2 separate regions of the Zea mays genome follow, and region 1 is linked to region 2. A link is a contact called in public Hi-C data. All regions are on one chromosome and are shown on one strand. Each heading gives the region's core, a stretch centred on a gene start, on an enhancer-like site or on the middle of the called end of the contact. The rest is flanking DNA. Distances are from core to core; before and after follow the strand shown. Region 1 holds the start of LOC103635893 (cullin-1-like). Region 2 holds the start of LOC100191451.

Region 1 (4,550 bases), core at 1,842-4,341, 310 kb before region 2:
CCTGCAAATTGAAACTAGCATCCATGTGTATTCAATTATGCAATCCATTATTTATCTTCCTGCCATAGATAGCATCAATTAGTGTCCAACTCCTGTCCATTAGGAGGCGGTGCAAAAACACAAAAAGGTGCTCTCTACAGTCTACATGATATACTAGTACAATGCCCGTGTGACGGTACACCAATCATATTTGATGGTATAGCGCAACAATTGTATGACACCCAAGGGTCCAGTGGCAACCCAGTGTGATGGACCCGCCCCACAAAAATCAAATTTAAGATTAAAGTTGGACCCTTCCAATAAAAAAATAAAATTAAAGTGGACATATGGCCCACATAGCAGATATTAAACTGCAGACACTACACTTTGTCTTAGCCAAAAGGCCAAGAAAGATATGAGTTGAAAAGGAGACATGCCCCCTTTCTATAGCTCGCTCGGTCGCTCATACTCCTTCAGCTAGCGAGGTGGTATTATCCAGGAGCGTTGCGCTGCGTGTGGCTTGGTGTTATGTTGCGCTTAGGTGTTTTCTCACGGCCCATCTGGAAGGTAACGGCCTAGTTGTTAGCCAAGACGTGGGGAGAGAATAAACAGATCGACGCTACGCCCTTCGCGCATGACGCACGAAACTCATGCTTTAAAGGGTATAAAGATAAGAAATGAGCTACAATGTACAAAGAATGGGCACAAAATTGTTTGTCAAGTAGATGGGACAATTGTTTCGCCAATCAAGATGCTTACAATTATAAAATTAAAGAGATTGAATTGTGCTGCAGAAATTTAAAATACACAAAAGAAGGGGAAGAGAGCATGAAAGAAGTTCTGATTACTCCATTCACAAATTACAATCAAACAGATCAGGACAATTGTATATATTATTACAAAAGGGTTCTACCATCTATGACAAACAACCCTCATTCTCCCAAAAAGAAATTTGTATCTACGGAGTGAATGAAATAATCCTGGTTTGCTGTCTACCCTCGATAAGCCCATAACAGAAGCTACAAGTTCCAACAAACAGCGAATGAAAATAGACACAGCAATATCACAGGACATCTAATGAATCTACTGGAGCCAACAGAACAGCAGGCACAAGTGTACAAACAAATGGACACAGAATTGTTACAAGGCACGTCAAGTAGCTAGATCAAGTGTTTCACCAAATCAAGATGCTTACAATAAAATTAAAGAGATTGAATTACCCTCTAAAAATCAAGAGATGGACAGATGAAGGGGAAGAGAGCACTGCCACTGCAATATTTGCAGCATTAGAAAGTTTTAATTAATTCATTTACAAATTACAATCAAACAGATCAGGAAAATTCTATATACTATAAGAATTCACCACCTATCATATATGGCAAACAACTCTCATTTTTTCCCAAAAGAATGTCCATCTACAGAGTGAATGAACCTGACTAGTGATCAATGTATCATTTAGCAGAAACACAGAAGGAAATGAGGACATCGCCATATACACCAAAGCAGGAGTCAGGCTCTAGAGGTGCAGTAGCGCTTTGACTGGTTTCCGTATCTATACAGCCAGGCCTGGTGGAGACAACGATTGGTTGCCTGCATGTCTCGGGCCCAGCAGCATTTTCTTCTCTGCATGCTTGCCAAAGCAGCTCGTTCTTGCACCGCTCGAGACTGGCTCGCCCGAAACAACAGATTCTCACGTCTCCCCGGCGCCTGGTAGAGTGGGCACTTTTGCATGCTGGGAGCCTAGCTCGGTAGCTGGACCAAGCAACCAAACTAGCGCTTCCTGCATCTCGCGAGCCTGGTTCAGCGCGCAGCAAACCAATCAGCCCCTTTGTGAGCAATACAACAGTGATCAGTAATTTTTCATTTACCTCCCTTCAACTCAGTTTCGATTCGATGGCAATTTTCCATTTATCCCCTCCCACCTTAACGTTGATTGCTCACAGAACGATTGGTTGCCTGCATGTCTCGGGCCCAGCAGCATTTTCTTCTCTGCATGCTTGCCAAAGCAGCTCGTTCTTGCACCGCTCGAGACTGGCTCGCCCGAAACAACAGATTCTCACGTCTCCCCGGCGCCTGGTAGAGTGGGCACTTTTGCATGCTGGGAGCCTAGCTCGGTAGCTGGACCAAGCAACCAAACTAGCGCTTCCTGCATCTCGCGAGCCTGGTTCAGCGCGCAGCAAACCAATCAGCCCCTTTGTGAGCAATACAACAGTGATCAGTAATTTTTCATTTACCTCCCTTCAACTCAGTTTCGATTCGATGGCAATTTTCCATTTATCCCCTCCCACCTTAACGTTGATTGCTCACAGAACGTACCAGATTTGAAGTGCTCATGTGAGCCCCAGGCTCTGAGAGCACGATTTGTTCCCCGTCAACAAAAGCTAAAAAAACTCCCATCCAAGCTGCCTTACTCCTCTCTGAGTAGGAAATCTAACCTTAATACAACGCCGCAAATACAAAACAATGAAGTTCTAATACAGACATTCACATGGGAAAGATAGATATGAACAGGAGGCTCACCATGGAGGTGATATACTCCTCGAACGACTCCCGATACTTGTCGTAGAGCTGCTGCGAGTAGTCGTGCGGCGGCTTCTGCGTGCACATGTTGTATATCGTCCTGCGACAAGAGGACCAAAACCTAGATCAGAACCGGATCGAGGCGGATCGCGGTGTGAAACCAAGCGGCCGCTGCGCAGGAGACGGTGGCGGCGAGGAGGAGTAAGGGGAGAAGGAGGCGCACGTGTAGAGCATCATGTAGTCCTCGGAGCTGAACTGAGGCTCGGGCTTGCCCTCGAGGATGTTCTTCAGCTTGGTGATACCCTTCTGCATAAACGCCCATCCCTCCTCCAGATCGATTGTCCTACGCTCCTGCCCTGCCATCACCGCCGGTGGCGGTGGCGGTGCCGGCGCGCTGAGACTCAAATCCTAGCGCCGCCGCTGGGGGTTTGGACCGTTTGGTGGTGCGCCTGGGGAGGATGGCGAGGGTCCTCGACAGGCCAGCTAGAGAGGCGGAATGGGGAAGGACTATGAGATAGGCGAGCGCGTGGGCATGAGAAGAGAGGAAAGAGGTGAGCTGGGCCTGGGTGGTGGCTTAGACTGGTTCCTCCGCACCGAGAGTCCGAGAGACGGGAGTGGATAGCATATGCTTAAATCACTGTTTTATCTTTAAATACTCTTTTCTTTTAAGTTCTCTTTTTCCATCCACATTTAAATAAATAATATAGAATATATACAAACTACATTCATAACTTATTGAGCGAATGTATATTTTGTCCAAAGTAAATTATATTTTATGACGAAGAGAGTATAAATTTATCAAGTTTGACAATTTGTAGCACCTCATACCTATTCCCTATATTCCCTATAACTATCTGTTTCCAAAAATTCTTATGCATAAAAATTAAACTCTTTGTTAGTATATTCCACCGACGATCTCGCCACTAAGGTACTAACGACTGCTTTGGCTTATCAGGATAAGCTGCTTAGGCTTACTGCTTGTAGGAGGAAAGATTTTAAATTCAAGTATGAGAGCACGCTTATAGAGCTTGAGTCTTCTAAAGCTTCTATTGTGGTGTCTGACGAGACTGAATATGATAAGTACGCTCTACACATGTCGAACATCGCAACTTTGTAGATCAAGTACGCCAACTTGCTAGATGAGCGTGACGAGTTGAGATCTAGGTCTATCTTGTTAGGTGCGTGTACCACTTGTCCTAGCTTGAAGACTGAGCTAGTAGAGAGAAACGGTAGTGTCGGGTACCGTAATTAGGGGTATCCCCAATGCTCCTAAACACGGCTGGAAAACATCTTCAAAACAAACCATAAACAGCTGATAAAGCGCGGTTCAAGTCAAGGCCTCGTCTACCAAGGGACGTGACCTCATTCGAGCCCAGCTTCGGGCAAGGACGGTAGTCCCGGACGTATTCACGCCTCGCCCGAGGGTCCCCTCAGTCAGCAGACGCACCCCCGTCTTACCCGAGGCTAAGCTCGGGCGAACTTTGTCGTACAGCGACCTCGGCCGGATCGCCCTACCAACCGACCGTATCGCATGCGCATTTAATGCGGGGATCGCCTGACACCTTATCCTGACACGCGCGCCTCAGTCGGCAAGGTCGAAGTGACCGCAGTCACTTCGCCCTTTCACTGACCGTTCTGACAGGAAAACAGCATTGTTCGCCCCGCTCCGGCTACTGTGTCAACCACCAGGGTAGGACTAGCAACAGCAAGTCGTGACCTCTCCCGAGTTCAGCCTCGGGCGCGACAAGGAGCTCCGCCTCGCCCAACCCCAGGCCTCGGCCTCAGCCCCGGCCTCGGGGAAGGTCTCCGCCTCGCCCGACCTCAGGCCTCGGCCTCGAGGGAAGGTCCCCGTCTCGCCCGACCTCGGGCCTCGGCCTCAGCCTCGGCCTCGGGAGGAGTCACATCCTCGCCCGACCTCAACCCCGGTCTCGGGAGAAGTCTCCGCCTCACCCGACCTCGGCCTCGGACCGACTACGCTACAGGGGATGCATCATTACCCTACCGCTAGCTAGCCACCCTTTGCTACGAAGGAACAAGACTGGAGTCACATC
Region 2 (4,764 bases), core at 1,653-4,152:
AGAACATGTGTTAGGACTAACCGATGTCTGTTTTGAGAAAGACAGAGCATGTCAAGCAGGGAAACATGTGGGAACAAGTCATCCAAGCAAGAATATGATGACGACATCAAGACCATTGGAACTTCTCCATATGGATCTCTTTAGGCCCGTAGCTTATCTTAGCATCGGTGGAAGTAAGTATGGTCTAGTAATTGTTGATGACTATTCCCGCTTGACTTGGGTATTCTTTTTACAGGATAAATCTGAAACCCAAGAAACTCTCAAGCGTTTTCTAAGACGGGCTCAAAATGAGTTTGAGCTCAAAGTGAAGAAGATTAGGAGCGACAATGGATCTGAGTACAAAAATCTTCAAGTGGAGGAATATCTTGAGGAGGAAGGCATCAAGCATGAGTTCTCCGCTCCCTACACGCCATAACAAAATGGTGTAGTGGAGAGAAAGAACATGACACACATTGATATGACAAGGACGATGCTGAGAGAATACAAGACGCCATAACAGTTTTGGTCGGAAGCTGTAAATATGGCTTGCCATGCCATAAACCGTCTCTACCTTCATCGTCTCCTCAAGAAGACAACATATGAGCTACTCGCCGATAACAAACCCAATATTTCCTACTTTCGTGTATTTGGGACCAAATGCTACATCATGGTCAAGAAAGGAAGGCATTCAAAGTTTGCTCCCAAAGCCATTGAAGGGTTTCTACTTGGTTATGACTCAAATACAAAGGCATATAGAATCTTCAACAAATCCTTGGGTTTAGTTGAAGTCACTAGTGACGTTGTATTTGATGAGACTAATGGCTCTCCAAGAGAGCAAATTGATCTTGATGACATAGATGAATGCGAGGTTCCAACGGGCGCAATGAGGACTATGGCGATAGTGATGTGCGATCACAGGAACAACAAGTGCAAGATCAACCTTCTTTCTCAACAATGATGCAACCCCCAACTCAAGATGAGGAACAGGTACATCAAGACAATGGCATGGATCAAGGGGGAGCACAAGAACTAGAATGAAGAGAGGAGGAAGAAGTACAACATGCACCTCCAACCCAAGTCCACACCAACATTCAAAGGGATCATTCGGTGGACAAATCCTTGGTGACATTAGCAAGGGAGTTACTACGTGTTCACGTATTACAAATTTTTGTGAGCACTACTATTTTGTTTCTTCTATTGAGCCTTTCAGGGTAGAAGAAGTGTCGCAGGATCCGGACTGAGTGTTGGTCATGCAAGAGGAGCTCAACAACTTGAGTTTTCTATCAACTACTACCTTCGTTCATAAATATATGACACTGTTGACCTTTTTCGAAAACTTTGATCACTCGTTTTATTCAAAAATGTAAAATTTTAAGTCAAGCACAAACCATCTTAAGTGATAAAATAAATCACAAAAAATAAATGATAACTTATTTTTTAATAAGACGAGTGATCAAAGTTTTTTTTTAAAAAATCAACGATGTCATATATAAACGGAGCGAGTACATTCTATCATCTCATCTATACGTCTATGCCTTGAACTATCAATATTGTATGTAAATTATTTACATTGTGTTAAAGTTTCCAATATAATATTTTGAAACTAAGAGTGGTTACGTTATTTAGTGTATACATACCGAATCACATTATAATTTTTATAATAGATAACGAGCTAACAAATGGTTTTGTCAATTTGAATATGATTTTTTTCGTTGGTCATTCACTTTGGTATAATTTATTATGGGGCATACCAAATTACCAAACTGCATACGTATTTTTTTCTAAAGTTTGCTCTTTGGTAGCAGTGATTCACACCGTGGACAACATTCGGGTTACTCGAAAATTTCGGGTCGGGTAATTCGGGTTTTTAAAATTTTGGGTTTTGAGAATCGATATCCGAAATTACAATGAGTTTTGCAATTCTCGAAAATTCGGGTACCCAGAATTTCGGGTTCGGGTATTCTCGAACTATCCGAACTATTGTGTCGGCTTCATAAAAACACATACACCCTATTAAATTAGTATAAAAATATAGTTTGAATAACGATATACATGGGCATATAAAACACAAGCAATCTACAATCACAAGTTATACACACTTACACATAATTATAGATGTACAAATTAATAATTAAGCATGACATGAGTACATGACACATGAAAGTTCGGGTAATTCGGGTATTTCGGGTACCCGATTGTGATACCCGAATTACCCAAAATAAATTCGGGTTTTGCAAGTTGCTACCCGAAATTCCCCAACAAAATTCGGGTTTTGGGTATTTCAGGTTCGGGTTTCGGGTTACGGGTTTTTTGCCCAGCCCTTGTGGTCGTCAATGACTTTTCTTGTCCTCCATCATCCACTTCATATTTATCCTAAATTCAAATTTCAGAAGCACATATAAAATTCAAATAATTTTAAGCAAGAACAAAGCATAGAGCATGATTCTAGAAAAACTGAAACTGGTCTGATATTCCCCTAAAAATATGTATAATTTTTATAATATGAAATAATATTTAATATTTCTAGATGCATTTTAGTTTCACAAAATATTTGGACACTTTTAAAAAAATATTCATATAATTATTTGATAAAGTTTAATTGAGCTCTGAACTATTGTTTAAACCTTATTACCTCACTCGTGGTTGACATAGTTACGTAGAACGATGAACTTGGCGACAAGTCAACTAAAACCATTTCAATTTTAAAAATAGATCAGGAGCTAAATGGAACAGTTTTAAAAGTGAGATGAGTCTACACTCTACAGATTTGAGATTTGTACACGCAGGCTGGTCCGTTTGGTAGAGGTTGGACTTTAATTGGCCCTAAAAGTGTGACTGCAAGCTAGATCAGGCCCACGGCCCACCTTCCAGACGCTCCCCCGGAAACTCCGCCCACTCGCACAAACCAAGACAAAGTTGCGATGCTCCATGCTCCACGTCACGACGCCGCATCTAACCCTCCGGCGACTCATCGCCGGCGAGCCGGTCCGCCACGCCATAGCCTCGTCCTGAAGCGCACTTAATCCTACGTCTCGTTCCTCTCTCGCCCCCGGTACCCTCCATAGGCATGGGAATGGGGTCTGCGAGAGGGGGCGCAGGGGGATGGCTCCCCGGCGAGCGGTGGCGGCGGGTCATCTTCCTCGCTCTGGCGGCCGTCTCGTTCCTCATCTCACTCATACTCCTCTTCCTATCCGCGCCGCGTCTCCGCCTCCCAAGTGTCGTCCTGCCTTACACCACCGCTTCCGCTTCTGCCGTCCGCCGCGGGCCCGGCGAGCCGCCCTGCCTGGTGTACCTGCTGACCGGCGCGCGCGGCGACGGGCGCCGCCTCCTCAGGCTCCTCCTCGCGGTTTACCACCCGCGCAACCGGTACGTGCTCCACCTCTCCGCCGACGCGCCAGACGACGAGCGCCTGAGCCTCGCCACCGGGGTCGTCGCCGCGGCGCCCGCCGTGGGAGCATTCGAGAACGTGGTTATTATTGGCAATCCCACCGCCGGGACGCCCGTGGGGTCCTCCGGACTCGCCGGCACGCTCCGCGCTGCGGCCGTGCTGCTCCGGCTCCACGCTGACTGGGACTGGTTCCTCACCCTCAATGCCGCCGACTACCCCCTCGTCACACAGGATGGTAGGGCAACACTGGCATCTATGCATCTCTAAGGAAAAAAAATCTCCTTGGTTCAATCTAGTAGGTTACAAAAGAACGACACTCGGTAGTCTTCTTCCTTTATTATATGGAAATTACAAGTAGTCTTCTAGCGATGACATTGAATGGAAATGTAAGTTCTCTTTGTTTGTCCTGACTGATATCAAATAACAAATACTCATAACATGGAAGAGCTGCACAACCAGTCATGAGTCAACCATGCACATTTCATACGATTCCAGTTGCCTATTAGTCACACTGTCAGTCTTACTTTGCATTGATAGTTGTACTGTCAGGAATAATAGATTGAGGCTCCCCTTATTTATTGATAAGTAATGCACATGCCAAAACTTGTGCTGTTGCTATACTTATATCTGTTAAAGTGTGCACCCAAACATATAGGTCTGTTGTAGAGCCTGTGCCAAATGATGTTCATGATTACAAAATTTCTGTTATACATCACTCTTGAATGCTATAATATATCATGGTTATTCTGGTTCTCCAAATAACTTTTATCTTCTACAGAAATCTGCTTCGGTGCTTCATTAATTATTCCAGCAAGTCATCATTGTGTGATTATCCTCATTAATTGATGGAGATCATTATAAATCTTTATGCTTTTCCCTGATGCAGACCTGATTCATGTCCTTTCTTCTGTCCCAAGGGATCTTAACTTCATTGACCACACCGGTGACGTTGGATCAAAAGAGTATGGGGAATCTAAATTTGCAAATGATTTTAGCTGTTGGCAGCATTGTTACTGATCAAAATTTCTTTGCAGACCTGAGAAAGTTCAACAAATTATAGTCGATGCTGGAATTTACTTGTCAGGGAGGACCAACTTCTTTCGAGGAACACAGAAACGAGCAGCTCCTGAGGCTTTTAAGTTCTTTACAGGCATTTCTTGCTCTCTGTGCTTGCTTTGTTTTCATTGGTCTTAATAATTTCCTCACCAATTTATCTCCTCCGTAATAGGTTCTCCATGGGTCATATTAAACCGGCAATTTATAGAGTACTGCATTCTTGCTTGGGAGAATCTCCCTAGGATTCTTCTCATGTACTTCAACAATGTAATACAACCTCAGGAAGGGTATTTCCAGACAGTCATCTGCAACTCACTGGACTTCCGTAATTTCACTGTGAA

The links. A called contact is a pair of places that touch in the nucleus more often than the background predicts.
Region 1: a Hi-C map of leaf shows a contact between it and region 2, with 2.9 times the contacts expected there. The contact joins the promoter of LOC103635893 here to the promoter of LOC100191451 in region 2. A contact is called at or near these places in 2 of 25 Hi-C or Micro-C datasets (leaf and tassel).

The regions. Positions count from the first base shown.
Region 1 is chr8:130,486,632-130,491,181 of Zm-B73-REFERENCE-NAM-5.0, reverse strand. It overlaps LOC103635893 (cullin-1-like), which reads right to left and starts at 3,091. Exons shown (of 18, transcript NM_001346824.1): 1 at 2,723-3,091; 2 at 2,500-2,599. The coding sequence starts at 2,862. It also overlaps the pseudogene LOC111590064.
Region 2 is chr8:130,177,028-130,181,791 of Zm-B73-REFERENCE-NAM-5.0, reverse strand. It overlaps LOC100191451, which reads left to right and starts at 2,902. Exons shown (of 4, transcript NM_001136884.1): 1 at 2,902-3,602; 2 at 4,254-4,329; 3 at 4,402-4,517; 4 at 4,596-4,764. The coding sequence starts at 3,047.